3 separate regions of the Zea mays genome follow, and regions 2 and 3 are each linked to region 1. Evidence: chromatin contacts called from public Hi-C data. All regions are on one chromosome and are shown on one strand. Each heading gives the region's core, a stretch centred on a gene start, on an enhancer-like site or on the middle of the called end of the contact. The rest is flanking DNA. Distances are from core to core; before and after follow the strand shown. Region 1 holds the start of LOC103635296 (serine/arginine repetitive matrix protein 1). Region 2 holds the start of LOC100216946 (guanine nucleotide-binding protein beta subunit-like protein). Region 3 holds the start of LOC100278798.

Evidence for each region. Hi-C and Micro-C count contacts between places; a contact is called where the count stands out from the background.
Region 2: a contact with region 1 is called in a Hi-C map of ear, with 2.2 times the contacts expected there. The contact joins the promoter of LOC100216946 here to the promoter of LOC103635296 in region 1. A contact is called at or near these places in 4 of 25 Hi-C or Micro-C datasets (ear, leaf and tassel) and 1 of 3 datasets of contacts at active chromatin or transcription factors (leaf).
Region 3: a Hi-C map of leaf shows a contact between it and region 1, with 5 times the contacts expected there. The contact joins the promoter of LOC100278798 here to the promoter of LOC103635296 in region 1. A contact is called at or near these places in 2 of 25 Hi-C or Micro-C datasets (ear and leaf).

The regions. Positions count from the first base shown.
Region 1 is chr8:66,439,260-66,443,429 of Zm-B73-REFERENCE-NAM-5.0, forward strand. It overlaps LOC103635296 (serine/arginine repetitive matrix protein 1), which reads right to left and starts at 2,756. Exons shown (of 2, transcript XM_008657788.4): 1 at 1,906-2,756; 2 at 1,329-1,670. The coding sequence starts at 2,613. The coding sequence ends at 1,605.
Region 2 is chr8:67,002,605-67,007,082 of Zm-B73-REFERENCE-NAM-5.0, forward strand. LOC100216946 (guanine nucleotide-binding protein beta subunit-like protein) reads left to right here and starts at 1,352. Exons shown (of 2, transcript NM_001143328.1): 1 at 1,352-2,296; 2 at 3,062-3,423. The coding sequence starts at 1,406. The coding sequence ends at 3,175.
Region 3 is chr8:67,217,365-67,222,079 of Zm-B73-REFERENCE-NAM-5.0, forward strand. LOC100278798 reads right to left here and starts at 3,353. Exons shown (of 1, transcript NM_001151957.2): 1 at 2,363-3,353. The coding sequence starts at 3,047. The coding sequence ends at 2,514.

The sequences.
Region 1 (4,170 bases), core at 1,506-4,005:
ACACGCTTACCATTTACCAGATTGGTTAACTCGTCGAAATTGTTCCAAACTTTGGATCTCTTCCTTGAGCCGCCACCAGCAGAGGCAGTGGTAGATGCTGGTGGGCTCGTGGAGTCCGTAGCAGTGCCAGTGCCTGTTCTAGAGGCGACGAAATCCTCGAGGTCGACTGGATCTAAATGAGTGACACCAACACCCAATAAGGCTTGTCTAGCATCCATCGCCTCATTGTGGTCCTCAAGTTGTCGCTCCGCCTCCTCATCCTCTGCAGCCGGGTCAAGATCCATAGTATTGAGACCTTGACCTCGACAACGAGGACGAGGAACACACCGGTCTCCGACTCTCGGCTCTCGGCTCTCGGCACCCGTCTCCGACTCCTCAACGACTGCACGGCACCCGATTTAACCGATACCTACGTTGAGGAATACACCGGAAGAATTAGGGTTAGGACTTAGGAGAAGGGCATTAGGGTTAGGGAAAGGAGTAGGGCCCGAGGGACTCACCTTGTGCAGTCGGAGCACCGGAGACGACGGACGATGGCCGAGATCCGTGGAGCGAGGAACACCGGAGGGGATTAGGGTTAGGGAGAGGACCGGGAGAGGAAGGTAAGGACAGAGAGGAAGTATAGATGTCCAAGCACGGCGCGGGCGACCGACGTGCAACTGATTCCAAGCACAGGAGACACCGGCGGACGGCGGCGAACCGCAGATCAGAGAGGGGAGAGGAGATTAGGGTTCGGGCGGAGAGAGCAAGAGAGCGAGGCGAGGGCGAGAGAGCGAGGCGAGGGCGAGAGCGTAAATGCGACTGGCGAGGCGAGGGCGACACTGAGGCTGTGTCCGTAAATGCGGCGGCGGGGTGTGGCTGCTGGGCTGGGCCACTGGGGCGCGTCGCGCGCGGCCGGTTAACCTAACCGGGCCGCCGCGTGCCTCCCCCTCAGGCGGGCCGGGTCGGGCTATACCCGACGGGCCGATTTCTGTGGCCCAGCCCGACACGGCGAACGGGCCGGGCTAGCCCAGGCACGATTGAAGCCGGGCCGTGCCGGTGCTGGGCCGGGCCACTTTCGTGCCGTGTCGTGGGCCGCCCGGTGGGCCCGGCCCAGATGGACATCTATAAGCCAGGCCCCCAAAGCACCACGGCACCACCAGACACGGCCCTGTGCAGGCTTGCCAGGTGCTGGCTGTGGGCTGTGGCAGCGTACTACTAGCTCGAAAAAATGGGTGGATCGAGAGCTCGGGAGTGGGACAGGCTGACACGTAAAGGCGGCGCGCTGGAGCTGGACGACAACGGTGACGAACACTCAACAGCGCACAGAGTAGCTAGCAGTCATCAGGTAACGGATGGAAGAGCTGACAGTAGATTAGCACTAGTTGTAATCACAAACACTTCACTGTACAGACCACAGTAGAGGCAGCAAGCAGAGACCAGACGACGAGTGAGGACTGAGGAGAGGGAAGGGCGAGGGGAGGAAAAAAACAAACAAAGCTCGGGAGGATGCTAGTTGGCTCGCTGGACGATGCCCTGGATCAAGTTGGAGCTTGCGCGCTCTGCTGGCCGGTTGGCTGGGGCAGCAGCATCAAGCTGGAGTGCTGGACTCGTCACTCGTGGAGCTACTCGTCCGGCACTCGGTACGCGTCAGCGGTGATCTCGGTCAGCCACAGCCCCGGGAACAGCGACTGCAGCAGGGAAACGATTGGTGGTTAGTGGATTTGGATTAATAGTCTTTTTTTTTGCACACAACAATTATGCCAGCATAGCTGCATAGAATATTTGTTTATATTACTAGTGATAGTAAGCGAGCTTAAAGCGTAAATGTATTCATAAAAAAAGGCGGAATTGAATAAACTACGTAGCAATTAATTATAGTGATTTGGACGGGGGGTGGGGGGCAGTTCGGGAAATTCTTCTTACATCGACGTGCCGCTGCACGGCGCGCGGCCGCTTCCGAGGCCGCCGCCGCGGCCGGGAGCCGGTGAGCGCGTAGATGTCCTCCTCGATCTCCTCCGCCTTCAGGGACACGGAGAACGGGGCGCGCTTGCGCCGCCTCCGCGACGACGACGACGGAGGCGGCGGGGACGCGGCCCACGACCTGGTGGAGGCGGGGCGCCGCCGCGTGCGCTCCCGCAGGTTCCACGGCCTCCCGGTCGCAGTCGCGACGGCAGCTTCCGCTTGCGGGGGCGCAGGTGTAGGAGGCCGAAGCGGAGGCGGCGCCCTGAGCTCGGGCTCGGAGTCCGTACCGGGCGGCGGCGGCGAGCTCGCGGTAGCAGCCTTGGGCGGCGGAGGGCGAGGATAAGGCGGGCGCGAGGCGGCGAGGCTCCAGAGAGGCTGGGGCACGCGGAGCCGGTCCGCCGCGTCGCGCAGGTGGCCCATGAGCTTGGCCCGGAGCGCCTCGATCCCACCGTCGTACGGGTTGTCCTCCCCGACGGCCTGGACTTGGCGGTGGGCCGACGACGACCGGTGGCGATCGCGGGCGCCGCAGCCACCGCCGCCCGCGGCCGCGGCTAAGACGGGCGGCGGCATGCGGTGTGCGGCTGGCGACGCCTGATGCGCCCACGGAACGGCTAGGTGGTGCGCCGCCGCTGCCGTAGGCTTCGCCCGCGGATCTGCCGTCGCCGCCATGGCCGTCACTCCAGCTCGCGGCGGCGGTCGGGTGCGTGCGTCGCCGACGAGGCGGCGAGAGCGAGCGTGTGAGGCGAGGCCGGCCGAGGGGTAGGAGGAGGCGAGAAGGTTTTGAGACCGCAGGGAGTGGGGTCGGTCGTAGGACTGGGCATAAAACCCGAGCCCGAAGCCCGTTACCCAAAACACCCGAACCCGTACCCGTTTAGCCCGATGCCCGTTACCCGAACAATTCCAACGGGTAACAAAACTGAATACCCGAACTAAGTTTGGGCCTAATCGGGTATTCACCCGCGGTACCCAAAGTACCCATACTACCCGAAATTAGGCAGGCTGAGCGCTAGCCGCTAGGCAGCCCAACAGGCAACAGCGCAGCGGCAGAGTAGCCCACGGCCAGGCCCAGTTCTGCTTCTGCCTACTCCCTGTCCGGCTGTCCCTGATCCCAGTCCCAGGTCCCGGCAACCCTAGCTCCAGGCGGCCGACGGGCCGACGACGTCCTCCTCCTCCCAGGCTCCCACCTCCAGACAGCAACCAAGGCTCCGCGTCCGCGGCAGTGCGGCATCGCGCACGCGGCCACGCGCAGTCGCGCACTCCTCTGTGGCTCTGTCCTCTCCTCTCCCAGTGCGCGCAGTCGGCCAGTGAGCTAGGCTGCAGGCTCCCAGGCTCCCAGCACCAGCAGGCCAGCAGGCACACGCACCAGCAGGCCAGCAGGCACACGTCCCAGGCTCCCAGCAGGTTAATCTCTCTATTGGCCCACAGTCTGCTTTAGTTTGGTTAATCTCTCTAATAGAGGAAATTAGTAATGGCTTCTTCAGTTTCCTGTCCCAGAGAAAATTAGTAAAGTGAGAGGCTGTTTGACACGAGATCTGCTCCTCTTTTTTTTATTTTAAAAAACGTGACAGGACAAGAACAGACATGGCGGGAGTGAAACGTTGGCATCCAGGCTCCAGCATGCATCTAGCAACAGATATCAAGTGATCTAATAAACAAGGTGTTGAGCACAGTGATGTGCAGAGAAGAGCTGGGCACGCACTTGAGAGATGCAGTGACCCTGTACTGTCCTGTCCAGGTTCCGTTCATGTCTTGCGGTTCCAGCAGGCAGCAGCCCATATCTATACCTGCAAATGGAACGGGTACCCGAATTTTATCCAAACCCAAACCCGAAATTGCGGGTACCCGAAATTACGGGTACCCGAAAGTTCGGGTACGAGTACGGATTCTACTGTTGGAAACCCGAAATAAAAAAAACCCATAAAACCCGACCCCAAATTTCGGGTAAACCCGAACGCCCAGTCCTAGTCGGTCGCTCGCTCGCGTTTTGTTACGGGAGCCAGGGGTGGTGTCGCGAGGGCAGCCTGGTAATTGTCCAGGCAGGACTCGCGCGGGTCGGAGATTTCGGCCCTAGAGGACCCAACAACTGCCTCGGACCATGCCCGGCACCGCCACTTGCCCACTGATTCGTGGGTCCGTCCCAACTGGTGGTCTCATATGTCAGTATCCCTCAGCGTTGAGCTGCCGGTGCTGGCGGGGAGTCTGGCGACGGAAAGGGAAATGGGACGA
Region 2 (4,478 bases), core at 102-2,601, 560 kb after region 1:
AAGTGAGTGAGAACGCAAGGAGAACCTCATGTTGAGTCTAGAGCCTCAAAAAGGGCTGCAGTGAAATGCTCCAATTGCCACACTTATGGTCACAATGTTAAGGGATGTGGAGTGCCACTTAGGGCTGATTGGGAGCCTAGGAAGGGAGCTAAGTACACGAGGGTTTGTGACTCACTATTTATTTTGCATTTTCCATGGTAAAGGTATCAACTCACATAGCTATATTTCTATATTTTAGGCCTCAATTGGTGTTCCTACTTCATCTCAACCAAACCCGTCAACATTTGAAGGTTCAAGCCAATACAATTTGGCTCCATTTGAAGGCCAAAACTACATGAACAATGATGAAGTCAATGGAGTCTGTCAGAACATCGAAGGAGGACCTGGAATTAGGCCACAAAAGTTGTTCTCAATAAGGAAAAGGAATGATTAACTGTGATATGTGCCTTGTTAATGTAAACTGTGACTATTGCGCCTTGTTACTGCAAAATATGATTCTGAAATGATTTTTATTGGGTCACTACATTATGTGTTGGATGTGTTGGATGGAGCGCTTGGTTTTTATTTGGTAATTGCATTCTGAAACGATTTTTATTAGCCCTGCTGTATGAGCTGGATAGAGCGCTCGGTTCCCATGAGCTCATGCGGGTTGTTGGAGCGCCTACTTACAAGTTACAATGTGTTCTGCAGCATAGCTGGTTGCGTATGCACAAGCAGACTAGCCGCGTGCAGCATGCCCTTCACTCCTGTTCCATTTCCACCTGTTGCTGTGCCGTCTTGGCTTTTCAGCAGCCCTGGCATTTGACTGTTAGTGCTAGCTACTAGTTTCTTCACTCGCCTTACAAAGTTACAAGTGACCTCAGCAAAGTGTTACTAGTAGTTTAGTTTCTAGAAAAGCTTGTTCTCTTGTTGTTGGATGATTGATGATAATTTGATAAGGTCGTACCTTCTGGCTTCAGATTTTCTTCATGGCATATTGTATGAGCTGGATGGAGCGCTCGGTTTTGGCTAAGCTAACCAAGCCAAGGAGCCAAGCCGATTAGTGTTTTAAGGATGGAGCCAAACGTGTTTGCTATAAGATTAGACCACCTAATTTGGAAGGAGGAGTTTGACAGAATATAAGTTGTGGGTATTTGAAAACACCCCAAACTTGTAAGTGGATTTATGCAGTTTTCCTTTGCCTTAATGATCATCCACCACAGTACCACACCCCCGCTATCCTATTCAACGGTTCTGATCTTCCACCCACCATTCTAGCGCAGATCGCCAGACCCGCAAAACCCTAGCCCCCACCTTCTCCCAACTATAAAGGCCTGGTCTCCCGCTTTGCCCCATTTCCCTCGCCATCCTACGCCTCGCGCCGCCGCCACAGCAACCCTTGCAGCCCCAATCCCCCACGGCGACCATGGCCGGCGCGCAGGAGTCCCTCTCCCTGGTGGGCACGATGCGCGGCCATAACGGCGAGGTGACGGCGATCGCGACCCCGATCGACAACTCGCCTTTCATCGTCTCCTCCTCCCGGGACAAGTCCGTGCTGGTGTGGGACCTGACCAACCCGGTCCACTCCACCCCGGAATCCGGCGTCACCGCCGACTACGGCGTCCCCTTCCGCCGCCTCACCGGCCACTCCCACTTCGTCCAGGACGTCGTCCTTAGTTCCGACGGCCAGTTCGCACTCTCTGGCTCCTGGGACGGCGAGCTCCGCCTTTGGGACCTCTCCACCGGCCTCACCACCCGCCGCTTCGTCGGCCACGAGAAGGACGTCATCTCCGTCGCCTTCTCCGTCGACAACCGCCAGATCGTCTCCGCGTCCCGCGACAAGACCATCAAGCTCTGGAACACTCTCGGCGAGTGCAAGTACACCATCGGCGGCGACCTCGGCGGCGGCGAGGGCCACAACGGGTGGGTCTCCTGCGTTAGGTTCTCCCCAAACACCTTCCAGCCCACCATTGTCTCCGGATCCTGGGACCGCACCGTCAAGGTCTGGAACCTTACCAACTGCAAGCTGCGCTGCACTCTGGATGGGCACGGTGGCTATGTTAACGCCGTCGCTGTGAGCCCCGACGGGTCGCTGTGCGCCTCCGGCGGGAAGGACGGTGTTACTCTGCTGTGGGATTTGGCTGAGGGGAAGAGGCTGTACTCGCTGGACGCGGGCTCCATCATCCACTCTCTCTGCTTCTCACCCAACCGCTACTGGCTCTGCGCTGCGACGCAGGACTCTGTCAAGATCTGGGACCTCGAGTCGAAGCACGTTGTGCAGGACCTCAAGCCCGACATCCAGGTCTCCAAGAACCAGGTTCGTCTCTGCCCTTAACCTGCGTTTAGCATGCCAGAAATCGTGTAGGTTAGGATCTGTAGCTACTTGTACATGAGTTGTGCTGCCTTATTGAGGAATTAGTCCGTTAATCCACTTATATGGTATGTATACATATATATCCAACTTCAACAAATGTCCAGTTCTCTGCAGAACTGTTAGGGTGCTGAATCTTTAGTGCTAATGCATATAAGAATATATTTTGGTTAAAAGATGATTTGTGTGCTGTGTCATAGTTTTGTATCACTTTAATTGTTCTATCAATTTTCCACTTGTTTTACATATGCTCTTGTTATTGTTTTTACCCAGTATTACACCATGAGTGTTAGTGAATTACATCATCTGAGTTTGTAACTTTATATCCTCACCCAGTCCATTGTTTGTTATCAGCATTATATCTTACCTAGTCTGTGGGTGTTCTAGATATGCATGGGCAAGGCACATATGTAATGTTGAACTCTGATGCCATTTTGTTACTTTGTGCCAACAGTGCGCAATTGCATTGGAACTATATTCTGCATTGATTTTTTTTGCTATAACGTGTAACATGCCATACTATCATTTAGATATCTGTGAACAATTTATCCATGAATACAGGCAGCGCCAGTTAGGTGTTTGCTCTGGTGTAAATTGTCTTCCGTTGTGATGTTAGACTATGAACTTGGTAGAAACTGCTGTTACAGTACGTATTATATGATCGTCTACTTCTCTGATTGATATCCAACTGTTTCTGGTGCACCTGTATAGATCCTGTACTGTACAAGCTTGAGCTGGAGTGCGGACGGAAGCACCCTCTACACTGGCTACACCGATGGGTCTATCAGGGTTTGGAAGATCTCCGGGTACGGCTACGCAGGCTAGATGTTGAAATCAGCTTGGTCTAGGCAGTCTTTCGGGGGAAAACATTGTAATGTTTGTCAAGTTTTTGATGTCGTGAGCTATATTGTCTCTTCGCTACTTTCCGGTCGCCCAACCATTTTAATCTTACTATGGAAGAATCTTGTTTTGCACTATGATTCGGTTTTATTACTTGTACTTTATATTATGTTATGTGCTTCGGCCATGCAACCAATTGAACGACTGCGGCGGAAAGACGTTCTGGTTTGGCTAGATTTCCCTGCACTGGTTTGTGTTAAGTAGAGTCTCCCAGGTATGCCAGTCAAATTTCCCATCCTGACCAAGACTTTCCCTTGGATTTCATCCATGCAAATTCCATTTCCCAAATGGCCAATGCTTAATCGCCTCTCTTGATACCATGAAGCCATGAGGGAACTGCAGTTTGTATTCTTTTATCTCAAATTAAATCACTCCATATTCCTCCCGCCTTCTTAATTGTTCCGGTTGTTCTCGGCCTGTCCTTCGCCATGTCGTTGGTGGTGTTGTAAGTTGTTTCATGTCAGCCAAAGCACGTGATGAAAGGCGGAATTCCATAGTGCCCTCCATCGAGCAAAGGGGCCGCTATATTATGGGCTGGGTGTCAAGCACGAAGGCGGGCCAGCGAGAGCAGCTGAGCAGAAAGGGCCGAGGAAGATAGCAATCTAGCAAAACGGCCCAACAAATATATAACAAGTATGATGTGAACGGCCCAAGCTAATCCCTATAAAGCAAAATCAACCCACTCTCTCTCTCTCTCTCTTAGACAAAGATGAAAGATGCATCAAATTTCCCAAAGTCTACAAAAGCACTGTATTAACACGTCAGATCCTGATCCGTTTCTTAAACTTGACATGATATAGAGATTATTGACATCACGATAAAGAAAGGACATTGAAATCAAGATATAGATGGATTTGTAATATCTTATTATTATGATAGGGTACATGCACGTATGTATATAGCCATATCAAAAGGGATAGGCAGGGCTCACACTTTCTAGTTTTTTTTCTTCAACACTTTGTCGACATCTGCATAGTTCACGATGGTTTGGTTTGATTATCAGAAATAAGGACCAAGATCTTAAATGTCTTTGAGGTATCTTAGTATATATTATATATCTTAACACTGATCTAATGACTTCTGGTCGGGTTTACATTATAGCATGCTATCAAATCTACTATGGATGCAATATGAAGTTCAATGCAATTCAGACGACACACTAGTGATCCAATGACGTTAAGATAGGAAAATTATGCCCCGAAGATCCCTCATCATCGTAATTTGGTCT
Region 3 (4,715 bases), core at 2,103-4,602, 780 kb after region 1:
ACTATATCAAGGACTATGGCATCATCTTGGCACCAGAGGTGACGCAGAGGAGGACCGACAACAATGACCACTCACCATCGTCGGGTAGCTTTTGTGCCGGTCTGCCTTTAATTCTCTTCGCAAACACATATACTTGCTTTTTGTTTAAGCAAGCGTGTATGGTGGTGCGTACCTGATGACTGACAATGTACGAGGGAACTTCTACCGGCAGGTGTGACATGTGCTCTTCAATGATGAGACCATACAAATCGTGGCATATATCGAAGTCTGCATGATACTGATGGTTGCAATGAAGTAGTGAAACAGCTAAATTAAAATAACAAAATTTATGTATGGCTAAGATTACAAATGAATTATGAAATATTTTTTATAACAATAAAAGACACATTTTGTATATAAGTTATTATGTTATTATATGTTTCCGTTGCAACGCACGGGTACTCACCTAGTCCAACTAATAATTGTGTTAGATTGATCTAATCTAACTTATTTACAAGTCTATCGGTGTACCAGAGCCATGGTTTAGGGTCGGAACGGATTCTAGAAAAAAAAAACTCCTACGAGCCTCGGATTCATGTGCCTACCCTATGAAATTAAATATATTGGTGCGATTCATTCATGCGTGGATGGATGTATGGTTGTGCTGCGTACTCAGCCATGACAAATACTTAATTGAATTTTTTGTTTCTTTTTTCAAGAGAAAAAAAAAGTGAAGAAGAAGAAAAAAAAAAGAAACTATGCTTCCTCTTTACTGCACAGGTTCAGAGGAAAAATGATGGCCATCTTCTTATCTAGTGCTTTGCTTTTTCTGGAGCGACCAGGGCGGCGAATCTGGTAATGCTTGGCCGGAAGAAGAAAAAAAAACCCGGAGCCAGGACGTCTCCTAACACTGTTTCCCCGAGTTCTATGGGCCAAGCCATTCTCGGCAGAACCCGAGTTCTATAGGCCCAGTTATTTTGCTGCAGAAACCGAGTTCTATGGGCCGTCACGCTAAAGTAGACCGTCTCGCGGCAGCGTAGCGTAACCGTGTCGCGCATCCTGACTCTTCTTCGCTCGGGAACGGGGTGTTGGATGCTGCCGCCTGTGCCTGGTCTGGAACTCTGGATGGCCTTTGCTTGTCGCGGGCTAGTTTCTTCCTGGGAAGAATGCTTTTCTTTCGCCCTCCGAACAACGCTGCCGCCAAAAGTTTGGGAGGGCTTGCTTTCTCCATCAAAGCAATGGGCCGCCGCTCTCAACTCATGCTGCTCTTGACTTGACCCTGTTAAGAGGGGCATCATGGTATCTTTCTGCGCGGACAATGCTGATCAGGTTCGTGTCACACTCACACCTGGTATATCGTCTCGCCACCCGTAGCATTGAATGTCGTTCTCTCAGGATGCTTGTAAGCGATGCCATGTCGAGATCATTATTACAAGTTCTGTTTTCCTTTCTTTTTTTCTTTTTTGCGTCCTACGCAGTATATAGCATGAGCATTATACACTCCTCCCTAACATTTTGTCCCAATTTAGACTTGTTCGGTTATTTCTATCTCATATGAATTGTATGAGATTAAAAAAAATTATGAAAGATTTTGATTGAAATTCACTCAATCACATTCAATTCACATGAATTGAGAACAAAACAAACAAGCCCTTATATTTCCATGTGTTGTCCTGGACTTCTCTCTCCGGTTCAACATGCGAATATTCTGATGCTAATTAGACTGACTAAACACGAGCTAGTTATAGAATTACTTGCACAAATTGTGTCTCATTGGTAAGATGAATTTGTTAGCCTCATTAATCTATAATCAACATATGCTCACGGAAGCGTTGATTATCAACTAATTAGTCTTAATAGATTCCTCACACAAATCAATCTTAATTTATGCAATTAGATAATTAGCTTTGTAATTAACATATATTTAATATTCTTAATTGGTATCTACAGATCTGATATAAGAGCATCGACAAGAGCTCTCCAGAAGTGTTCTCTGAATCTAGTTTTTTTTGGAAAAACACAAAAACGTGTATCCAACAGTTCCCTAAAACGCTCCCAACTTTTTAATAGCCATTAAAACTCTCTCATTTATAGCTATAAATGAGAGGTTTTTTGGGCTCCCCAGAAACAATCTACCGCTTTAAGGGATCTATTGGAGAAAGTATTAAAATATACCCCACTAATTAATATAAGATGTCCCTTAAAACTGATTTTGAGGAGTCGTTTTCTGTGAGCACTTGGAGATGCTTAGTTAAAGTTTTTGGGACGAGGAACCAAACGCCTAAAAAGTGTATTTGGCATATAATTTGTCTATTATTTTTTATTTGTCGGTTTTTTGTTTAAAAATAAGCTAAGAGATGATAAATATTCGAAAACATAGGAGTGCATATTTTGTTTTATTTTATTTTTTTACAAAAATGGCTGTACGTTCTACTTACTTTCCATCACATATGTTTTGAGGTTCATCCAGTTTGAACCGAATGCTTAAAAAAAACCAAACGGAGAAGAAAAGCGCATCGCAAGTAGGCCACTATCTATCTGGACGACAGGTAACTCTCCTCGTCTATGGTCTCCAGCGTGGGCCTCCTGGACCGGGCACCGCTGGCCCAGTGCTTGGTGACGGCGATCTCCGCGGCGGCCGCGTCGTCCACCATCTCCTCCAGCCGCAGCCTGGGCGCGTCCTCCGGCGGTTGCGCGGCGACGACGGCGGCGCTGGCCACCTTGGCGGACCGGTGCGCCTCCCGGGCGGCGGCGGCGGCGAGGCGCGCCAGGTCGGGCGCCGCCAGCGGCGTGCCCAGGCGCTTCATGGGGAAGGTGGCGTAGACGGCGCCGAGCTGGAGCTCCTCGTCCGCGGGCAGCGCGGCGAGTCGCGCGCCGAGGCCGAGGCCCGCGCCGCGCGCGTGGACGTGGACGAGGAAGTGGCCCGGCGCGTCCATCATCAGCTCCGCCGCCGTCGCCGGCAGCGCCACCTGCCTGACGCCGCCGTCCGGGAGTATCACCCTCGCGCGCTTGCCGCCGGGCCTCGGCCCCGGCGCCTTGGCCAGCGTGCACGACAGGTAGTTGCCCATGGGCGATCAACGCGCGCACTCGGAGAGTCGGAGTCCGTCCTCCCGGGCTGTGAGAATTGAGATGAGATGAGATCAGTGAGCTCGTACACGTGTAGTGGCGGTGGCTAGCTGGGTATGACCCCCGCGTGAGGTGAGCTTGCCTGGGCGGGGAGGTCGCCGGTTTAATATAGCGCGGGCAAGCCGCGGGGCGGAGGAAGCGCTATGGAATGAAAACGCGTGTGGGCGAAGGCGACGGCGATGGCAAACTCCAAGTGAAGAGGGAAAGGAAAGGATGCGTGTGGTTTGGTGGCAGGGTGCGGACGGGCGGTGTCAGCGCAAGCCCCTTCCACATCCACTTGGGGTCGGGGTGCGATGATGATGCGGGGGGGGGGGGGGGGGGGGGGGGGGGGGGGGTTGTGTTTGGCGCGGTGGATGGGAAGGGATTGCGCGTGGGACGTGGTGGGGTCTCGCTGGTGTCCAGTCCAGGTCCGGCTGGGTTCTCACTTCTCAGCTACTCAGCTGGCTGCTGCAGTGACTGGGACGCGTGACGGAAAAGTGTCCCCGCTCGCTTCCCATTCGCGTACAAGGCGTCCCGGGTCTCCCCTCCCCTCCCCACCGCAACGCGTCCGATGCGGGCGGTTCGTCCTCGGCGGCGGCAGCCTTACCGTTGCCTGTCCCTTGCACAGTTGCCAGGTTGCCGAGTGGCGACCAACGTTTTGCTGCGCACCACCCCACTGCTTCTATCTGGGAGCTAGCTGCTTCGGGTTCGGAGCGGTCGAGTCAAAACCTTCTCCGAGTTAGTGCGTCAGGATTTTGACAGTGTTGTCCCGTTTTTAAGCTGTCCAGTCCTGTGACTTCGTCGCTAGTTTACGAGTCCTTGTGTCTTCTTTACCAGATTTTTTCTTGTTTTTGGACCGAGATATCACAGCTATAGTCGGGTTCTAAGAAAGAAACAGTCCGCGCGCCTCCGTGTCTTATTATTACACTGGAATGGCTTACCCTTCCGCAATTTAAACGTGCGCACCTACCTACTGTGGTTGCAGCTGGTTTACCTGTAACCCATGATTACTTTTTTTAAATATATATCCGTATCCATTTTGTAGGCTTCGAAATGGAGGCAGCAGGTGATACCAAGATGACAGGGCAGGGGGGCAAACATTCAGCAGTGACAGTGAGCCCGCCCCAAGACTCGAATTACGAAAACACAAAATATTTCTAGACTCGACACCTAACCGACCGACGTTTTGATTGCAAAACACTAACAGTAATTAAACGTACTACAAATAATCGGCCGACAAAACGACTCATACAGGACGCCAGGACCGGTTCCTCCATATAAAAAACCAAGTATTGCGCAAGTTCACATCCAATCGCCTGGGCTCTGCAGTCTGAACCGCACTGACAGAGACACAGACACCCCCGTCTGGAAAGTTAATGACCGCGCAGAGACAGTAGCTAGTAGTTATTAAGCATATCGACGAAAAGGATAGGTGCGAGTTGACCACGGAGCCCGCGCGACGCGAATAAGGGGGTGTTTGGTTTGCCCCTGCTAAAATTTAGCTCCTATCACATCGAATGTTTGAACCTCTGTTTGGGGTATTAAATGTAGTCGGATTATAAAACTAATTTCTCAGCCGAAGATTAAAAAGTGAGACGAATCTAGTACAGTTAGTTAGGTCTATATTTCTA